Linked DNA regions of Sus scrofa: region 2 is linked to region 1. The links are chromatin contacts, called in public HiChIP or PLAC-seq maps. All regions are on one chromosome and are shown on one strand. The core of a region is the stretch at or near the end of the contact, and the rest is flanking DNA. Distances in the headings are between cores, read along the strand shown.

Evidence for each region. HiChIP or PLAC-seq counts read pairs in DNA pulled down with a chosen protein or histone mark.
Region 2: an H3K27ac HiChIP or PLAC-seq map of alveolar macrophages shows a contact between it and region 1. The contact joins two enhancer-like sites. A contact is called at or near these places in 2 of 47 Hi-C or Micro-C datasets (embryonic fibroblasts and skeletal muscle) and 1 of 2 datasets of contacts at active chromatin or transcription factors (alveolar macrophages).

The regions. Positions count from the first base shown.
Region 1 is chr13:151,337,127-151,341,551 of Sscrofa11.1, forward strand. All of the region lies in intron 6 of IFT57 (intraflagellar transport protein 57 homolog), which reads left to right. Among named protein-coding and RNA genes, the nearest start is that of IFT57, 41 kb to the left of the region's middle. Within about 2 kb of position 2,440, at least 3 of the 83 cell types and tissues checked have an H3K27ac peak or open chromatin away from gene starts, as enhancers often do. A contact at or near this core is called in alveolar macrophages, where this site is marked.
Region 2 is chr13:151,593,187-151,597,611 of Sscrofa11.1, forward strand. No RefSeq gene overlaps it. Among named protein-coding and RNA genes, the nearest start is that of CD47, 170 kb to the left of the region's middle. Within about 2 kb of position 2,470, at least 2 of the 83 cell types and tissues checked have an H3K27ac peak or open chromatin away from gene starts, as enhancers often do. A contact at or near this core is called in alveolar macrophages, where this site is marked.

The DNA of each region.
Region 1 (4,425 bases), core at 1,190-3,689:
GTAATGTTCATGTTTAGTCATGTTCATTACAAGGAATTTAGATAAAGAGATTATTTTTTATTTAAGCTTTATAGCATGTGTTTCTAATTATTTCAAGCCTTTGATTCACTGAACTGCTTTTTTTACATCCTTACCTGATCTTCAGTGTCTGACTTTCCTAGGTTGCAGTTGTAAAAAGAACCTTAAACTTTAAATTCCAACTTCAAGCAATTGGATTTTGCTTTAATGTAAATAAACCATATTGGTGTTGCCTAGGGTAATTCACAGCAGGAAACCTTTTGAGAAGAGTCTTTGTGCTGAGGATAGAATCATTACAATAGTCTTGAGCCCTTGGCCTCTCTGGTGACCCTAAGAGCTAAAACCTAAGAGGGAATAGGGAGGCCTTCATTAATCAGCAGGTGAAATGCCATTTAAATGAACCTGGAGGGACCACAGAATTGCTATATTAGATCTAAGTCTCTTCAAATTGGAAGCCAAATCCTGCAGAAATGTGCAGTGGTAGGCTTTCTCCTTTTACTATTGTAGACAAACCTGTATCTGGAAGCAATAGAGAATTTTTTTTTTTTTTCATTCAAAAGCAGTGGTGAAAGTATCTTGCTTTGATCTTCTGCCATCACTGTGTTTGGATGCAGTGTAAGAAGAATGTTAATAAAATTTAGCTTTCTAAATATTTCTGACCTGTAGGGATTTATAAATTATTACAGTTTTAGAATAAAGAGCATTTCTTAAGACGTGTACTCTGGTTCTGGACAGGCTATATTGATAGGATTCTTGGAACCATGAGCAAAAAGGAATAATATATTCTGTGGTTTAACACACAGGAATACATTTTATGAATATATTAGTCATAAAATGGAATTCTGGCTGTTATTTGAATAATGAAGAAACTAAATTTATAATCCTTATAGATTTTCTGGTAAATGGACCTTTCGTTGAAAAATATTTACAAAATTAAAAAAAAAAGGCACCAAATTTTAAAAATGAGCTTTTACAATTATCAGTAACAAATATAAATACAGGTGGCAATAAGTTGGTCTCCATGAGCTCCATGCAGGAGTAATAGCTCCAATTACTGTCACAAATGTTTATAATTGTATCTATTGCTGCCAGACAATAAATGCTTTTTAATATAGTAAGGCCATAAATGTACATGCCGCTGTTGTTTAAACAAAATACAATTTTCAGCAAATTTATCCTTGAAACACCTGCTATAATCAAAAGGAGGTGAATGCTATCAAAATAAACTGCCTAAATTAACTAGACACACATACATTTTTAGAGCAGCCTGCATGATTACTCAACTGCCATGTCGTCTCAGAGAATGAGCAGAAATATTCACTGATGGACTTTTACAGGCAAGCTTTCTTTAAGGGAGACTACACAAGACAGAATACTGTTTTTGATTTCTGTATTATTTTTTAAAAATAGTGTTATTTTGTGGACTTAAGATTGTATTCTCAAGGTCAATTTTTTTTTCCCTTTGTAGCCTGAGGCTCATAGACAGTTATTAGGTTTGTGGAAAAGAATACTATGCCTAAATTATACATTCAAAAATACTGTAAAAAGATGGAAAAAAAACCCAGCCATCCTTAAGCAACTGGAAATGACTTTTAGCTGCTTCTGTCACAGTCTTGTTGAACTTTCAGGATATTCTGTGTTTAAAGTTAGTGGATGATGCCTTCCTTCCTGTTTACCCTGAATGTGATAAATGTTTCAACTGGATCCCGAAAGGTTTCATTTATCACAAGTTGAAATAGGAGAACAAGTGTTTTTACTGTAGAGATTACCATCGGTTGTAACTAAAGAGCTTCAACAGTGGGAGGTTTTTAAGGAAATAACCAATAAAGACTGCCATGTTATGTAAATGCTGTAGAGGGAAGTTACTAATGCCTCACAGCAGATATACCTCAAATAGACATTTGTGATTGAGAGCATGGAGCTAATACACATTGGTTATAATTGAAATTTCTACACTGCTTAAATATTTCATTATTGCAAAGTATAATTTAATGTTTCCTTTTTAATTACTTAATATAAAATATGAGTTGAAGCAGAAACCATTTATCATATGGACCTCCCTACATAATGCACTTTTTAATTGCCTTGATTCATTTTTCTAATCAACAGTATTAGAGTAGTTCTCACTATCAGAGTGTTTTATTACAGATTTCTTAATATTTGGACAAGTTTTTGCCCCCATAGTCTTTGTCCCATCATATGTGATTGTTTCTTTATGCCGAGGTAGCAATTTATGTTTCTTAGTTCTTCAGATATGCAGACAACTCCATTTTTTTGGTTTTTGTTTGTTTTTTAAGTATCCATATGAGATCAGAGTTTCAATTACTAGACTCTTGAAGTTGAAAGAGACTGGCAAGGTCATCTTTTCCAGCTATCCACCACGGTTACTCAGCATCCTGTGAAATAATGACATTCTGAGTCAGCCTAAGATTGTTCCTGCATTCTCAGGAGGGCCTCTTTCACTGCCTTGCCAAATCTCTTCTCAAGGCTTATAACTCCTTCCTAAATCTGGGAACCCCCACTCAGAAGATTTGTGTGGCCATATAAAAGGGGTGTGAATAGAGTTAGCATGAAAAATAAGTCTGAGTCAACATATGAAAACACTTAGTAACAGATGGTAGTTAGTAAAGATCTAAATATGAGCACACATTAGAAATGTAATTATTTAACTAACGGGGTATTTTATGGAGAGATTATGGATCTCCAGTTTCAGTTCAACTAAAGGCAGGTGTGAGGATCCCAGTGATTGCTGTAATAGCCTTTGCTTGCCCTCTGTATGCACTGTCTTATTTTTCTCTACAAGAGGAATATCTAGAAAACAGGTACTTTCCTGAGGAAACACTTATTTCCAGTATGATTCATTTCCAGTATGATTCCCACACCCCCTGCAGCAAATACACACAGACAGCGTATACCACACATACGTACCAAATTCTTCGTAAGTCTGTGTTTATTCTTTGCACAATTATAAAGAAAAACCATGCGTTCACACCACAAAGGTGTACCACATAAGATTTAGGCTGCTGACAATCAAAGAAAAATGGCACATTTAAAAATTCAGGAAAGCTGCATTCTGCAATTATCCTGCAACCTGATGGGCATTTTTCATTAAGAAAGTAATTTAATCTCATGAAAAAGTTATTTAATTTAATGGACAGTCTGTCTCTCTCTCTCTCTCTCTCTCTCTCTCTCTCTCTCACACACACACACACACACACACAAATACATACATAAATGTGAGCAGTGATGAAGCTGAAGATTAATCTAATAATTAATTAGGACAGAAGAAGAGAATTGCAAAACTGCTTATGCAAAGCAACAAAGAGAAAGAATACAAATAATGTTCTGTCATTAGAGAAGGGAGTGTTCTGCATGGAGAAAGCAAATACTCTGCTCATATCCTTGCAGAAAGCATGATAAATTATTGACCTGTCCCAGAAATATTTGCTAAGTGAACTTAGACATATGCAACTCCTTCTAGCAAGCTGTGTTTTCTGCCTCTTTCACTTAATCTGATCTCTTGCCATCAGATTTCCAGAGAATTTTCTCATTGACTGTGGATAGAGTACTAAGTGTGTCACAGGAACATCAGTGTTTCACACTGAAATCTCGAGACTGATCACTTCGGAACTGCACACACTTGGCCCTACCTCTCTACCACTACAGCTACAATTATCATTTTAATAACTAAGTCTGGTTCCCTGTAGTTAAAACAGAGATCAATTGTCCAGATCCCCTTCCAAGCAAGGACTTGCTACCTAGCCACAGAACCTACAGCGGTCTGCTCCTTCATTGTAGAGCTGCCTAACCCAAGGCCCTACCCTTCCAGAGTAACCCACATCTGGCTTATGTGAGTTGTTTATAGTTTGTGACTAACATAAATAATGCTGATTTGAAAATCCCTGTACATATCTTTTGGTAAACATAGGTATACATTTCTATTGCCATTTACCAAGAGTTGACTTACTGGGTCATAGCATATGCATGTGTTTAACTTTAGCAGACCCTGCCAATTAGTTTTTGAAAGTAGTTATATAAATTTGTACTCCTTCTAAGAGTGTATGAAAGTTCCTGTTGCTCCCCAGCCTCCTCAACATTCAGCCTTGTTTTAGCCTTTTTTTTTTTTTTTCAGGCCTGCACCCGCAGCATATGGAAGTTCCCAGGCTAGGGGTCTAATCAGAGCTGCAGCTGCTGACCTATGCCAGAGCCACAGAAATGTGGAATCCAAGCCATATCTTCAACCTACACCACAGCTCATGGCAAAGCCAGATCCTTAACCTTCTGAGCGGGGCCAGGGATTGAACCTGAGTCCTCATGGGTATTAGTTGGGTTTGTTACCGCTGAGCCACAAAGAGTTTTAGTCATGCAGGTTTGTTGTGATGTCTCATTGTCATTCTAATTTGCATT
Region 2 (4,425 bases), core at 1,220-3,719, 260 kb after region 1:
AGCAGACATAAACATCTATGTGCTTATGTATGCAAATTAGTATAAACATTTGATAGGCTTTCAAATTATTTTGAGCCGCTTTTCCTTCTCTCTGATGACACCGAAATGTCACAATCTCCAAGCTCTAACCCTTCTTCGAGCACGCCTCAGGGACTTTTGCAGAGTATACTTAACTCTTATTTGAAGCACAGTTCTAACAAGTTTGGTTAGCTGGTTTCTGAATCCAGGACATATTAGAAGCAAGAAACTAGATAAGAGAGGAGGGCCCTGACAGCACCAAAGAGAGATGCAGACACACTTTTCAGATATTTCGTCACCATCAATTCAGTCTGTATGATGTGCACCTGTCTACAAGGTCCGCCAGGTTGGCTGGGGAGCCATCTACCCAGTCAGTCAGCAATTCCGTAACTCCCTGTCGTCCACTCATATCCTCTGTGGGCACTGTCCTGTTATTCCTGGGAAATTCCTTGCTTCCTGGATTGGTGCCCTGTCAGTAAAATTTGGGGCAGGATACAGCCCACCCATCAGAGCATAGGTAGTGCCCAGTCAGTCAAGGGCACTGAGAGTAACCACTGAGCAGCTGTTACACGAGGATCCACTGCACATGGCTCTGAGCCTCACAGTTCAGGGCACTGATTTAAACTGTAGGCTCTGGGTTCAAATCCTATTTCCTAGCTGACTGCTAGGTAAGTAACCCTGCCCAGTTATTCATTCTTCCTGAGCCTCAGTTTTCTCTTCTGTAAAATGTGAATTATAATAGGACCTAACTCAAAAGGTTGTTAGAGGATCACACGAGATAATATCAGGAAAGAAAGCACTCGGAACCTTTCCCAAGCTTGATATACGAGACACTCTGAACTGGAAGAGACCTTAGCAGTCAGCTTAGCCTCACGCTTCATTTTAAAAATAAGGAAAATGGGTTCCGAAGAGGCTAAGTTCAACAGCCAAAAAATATTGGCAGAAAAGCAATCACATACCTAGTCTATACCAGGAACATCATACCTACCATCACTTTCGATCCTCGAAAAACACTGTGAGGTGTTTTTATCTCTGTTTCATGGAAGAAGAAAGCTCAGAGAGGTTCAGTAAGTGGCCAAAGGCCACACAGTATGCATTAGAACTGGGATGCAATCTGAGGTTTGCTTACCTCCAAAATTCATGTCTGTTTCTCTTTACTCTGTCTCAATGTAGCAGGCAGGATTCCTATCTTTTTAGTAACCTCTTTGACACCAGATATGAAATGCTTGAAACAGATCAGAACATGGAATTGCCTTGTGGCTCAGCAGGTTAAGGATCTGGGTTGTCACTTCAGTGGTTCTGGCTACAGCTGTAGTGCAGATTTGATCCTTTGATCCCTGACCCAGCAACTTCTACATTCTGTGGATGCAACCAAAACAACAACAACAAACAAAAAACAAACAACAACAAGAAGTCAGAACATTCCTGAATTTCTACATATGACTAGGAGAGATTGCATTGTATCCTAGGGGTGCTCAGTGGGGCAGTCAATTTTTAGCTGAAGTCCCAATATTAAAATGTTTCTTCCTGGCAAAGGCAGAGAAATATGGCTCTTTCCAAAGCCTTCATGCAGCAGAGAATGCTAATAGAGCAGAGGAACACAGACAGGGCATGGAGGCCATGGTCTGAGCAGACAGAGGCACAGTGCCACGTAAACAAACCCAGAAGAGGCATTTCTTGGCAATTAGAGGCAGTTATATGGAAGAAAGTATTGAGGGAGCCAATCTCCATAGAAATCAGCAGACAAAAGCTGTATCAAAGGGAAATATGAGAAATCACATTAGCGGAGATGGAGGAAAATCTCCAGGTAGTAGTAGCAGAGACAACCAGGGAGCCACCACCATTCTTGCACAGGCTGCCTGTGGCAAAAACAGTGAGGGAGCCAAAGCAAGGACCAGCAGAACCTGGGAGCAGGGGAGTCCTAACCCTATGTTAGCAGCCACTATTCCTCAGTCACAGGAGACCGGGAATGTTTACTGCTCCATAAGGTATCTTTTGCAGAGACAGATGTCATTGATTGCACAGGATCTGAAATTCAGACGGCTAGGTTTGAATCCCAGCTTCACCACTTGCCAGCTGGATGACCTTAGGCAAATTATCTAACCTCTCTGTGGACCTTAGCTTCCTCATTTACAAAATGGGGTCCAAAAACTGTACCCACATCATAGGACTATTAGGAGGATCAAATAAGTGAGTTAGTACATAGGTAGCACTTGGAATAATTCCTGCCGCATCAGGAACGAAATAGGAAGGAAGGGGGCAAAGCACAGGCGTGAAAAGAATGACAGTCATTAAAAAGAACAGGACACCACGAAAACCAGTTAGAATGTGCTAGACTCAAGATGGTGGAAGATTTGACTCCCTGTGGAGCTTGAGCCTCATTATACACTCACTGTAATACATTGGCAGTTATATGACACATCCACAGGCACCATGACAGTTGTGAGGTCAACCGGACAAGGCCAAAAAGTGGGTGGTTCCCCAGTTCCTGGAAATCCTCAACTCTTCTCCAAGATAGACCTTCCCTCTCACTCATCAGCATATGAAATTATCCAGCCCACATAAACTAAGCACCCAGACAACCCAGGGTGCTCTCACTTTCTCAGAGGACCCCCTGCCCTGAGGTTGCCTCCCTCACCTTCTGAGATAGACCACCCACCGTCTATGGAGCGTATATCTCTCTAAATAAACATGCTTCCACTTGGCACCCATCCCAGGGCCTCACTCGAGACCTAGGACATGACCACGAGCCCAATTTTTCCTGCAACAAGAGTTAAGCAAACTTTTTTTTTTTTTTTTTTTTTTCAGGGCCGCACCCACAGCATGGAAGTTCCCAGGCTAGGGATCGAATCAGATCTGCAGCTGCTGGCCTACACCACCACTACAGCAATGCAGGATCCTAGCCTTGTCTGTGACCTACACTGCAGCTCACAGCAATGCCGTATCCTTAACCCACTGAGCGAGGCCAGGGATCGGACCCATGTCTTCATGGATACTAGTCGGGATCATTATTGCTGAGCCGCCACAGGCACTCAGTAAATCTTACCTCAAAGGGTTGATTAGAGGATGAGGTAGGATTCGTGCCTGGCATAGAGTAAATAATCAAGGCTCACTTTTACTCTATATTTGTATGTATTTAGATCTCACAGGCTTGGGGCACATGTACTGTTGAATTCATAAAGTCCCAGGCTATGAGACTTGGTAGAGTTGTAGGTGGATATGTGGCCCGGGGAGACTCTACCATCAAGATTTGAGGACACAGAGAAGGCAGGCTCACTCCCCTCTGCCACCCACCCTGGTGAAGATTTCTGCCTGCTGCCTACAGTGTAACCCACCAATAGGAGATTACGCTGTGGTTTCTTTTTCTGATGCCACTGGTAATTAAAGGACAATAACCACAAAGCAGGCTTCAGCATTCTCTTCTGAAGAATCACATGGATTAAAGGCCACCACGGATCCTCTCTCATAAACCTCTTTGAAAATTCTCCCTAAGAGAGTAAGCGCTGACCTGCTGCGGAAGAAAGAGGGGGACCCTGCACAATACTAGCCAAAGGCACTTTATTTTAAAGATCATAATTGATCCTAATGGGCAAAAGCTGAAAAAAGTGAGATTCTTAAAAGTAGCCCGAAAACACACTGTCTTTGCTCCAGTCAATTGAGATTCGGAACGAGATTCATCCAAAGGCCACCCTCCGACTGGTGATTTACATGGTCTGAGTTAAATAATAAAAACAGCAACAGGGAAGCTCAATGGAAAAAAAAAAAATTGCTTTCTCTGCTGCCTCAACGAGAGAGGGGAGAGCTAAGCAATATGATCCCCAGAGAAAGTAGGAGAATGTGGGTTGCCTGTTGAGGGGGTTGGGGAGGAGAAACAGGTGAATTTGGCTTCGACTTAACGCAAGAGGTATTGAAATTATCAAGAAGCAAAGGAAGCCGTGGCAGCCTGAGGTCCATGAGGAATAAAGTGATATGCAACCCTGTAGAAAATAAGACGCCAGTATAAGGTGTGCTGTTTCTGATGAGCACTTTAAACCTACTGCACCACAGGTCCAAAGGCAAAGCACTTGTGATACTAAATAACCTACATTTAAAACATCCAGTGTGGAGTGTCTTTTACTTTAAAAGAAGCAGGTTCACGTTCCCGGGCTGTGTTTAGATGCCTATGTGATTGCTTTGGTCTTGGCGAGTGACACCACCAGACCGGTTGATGCTCCTGACCCAAATCAGATGAGATCAACTCCTTGGTGAAACCCCTCTTTGGGGTTGAGGCACACATGTTTCTCAGAACTTTCACACACGTTGAAACAGTGCATGGCCAGCCAGACAGTCAACCGATTCAGATAGGCAATTTACAAATCCCTCTAGAAGATTCCACAGGGTACAGTCTGGCTCTAGTGGAAACCTAAT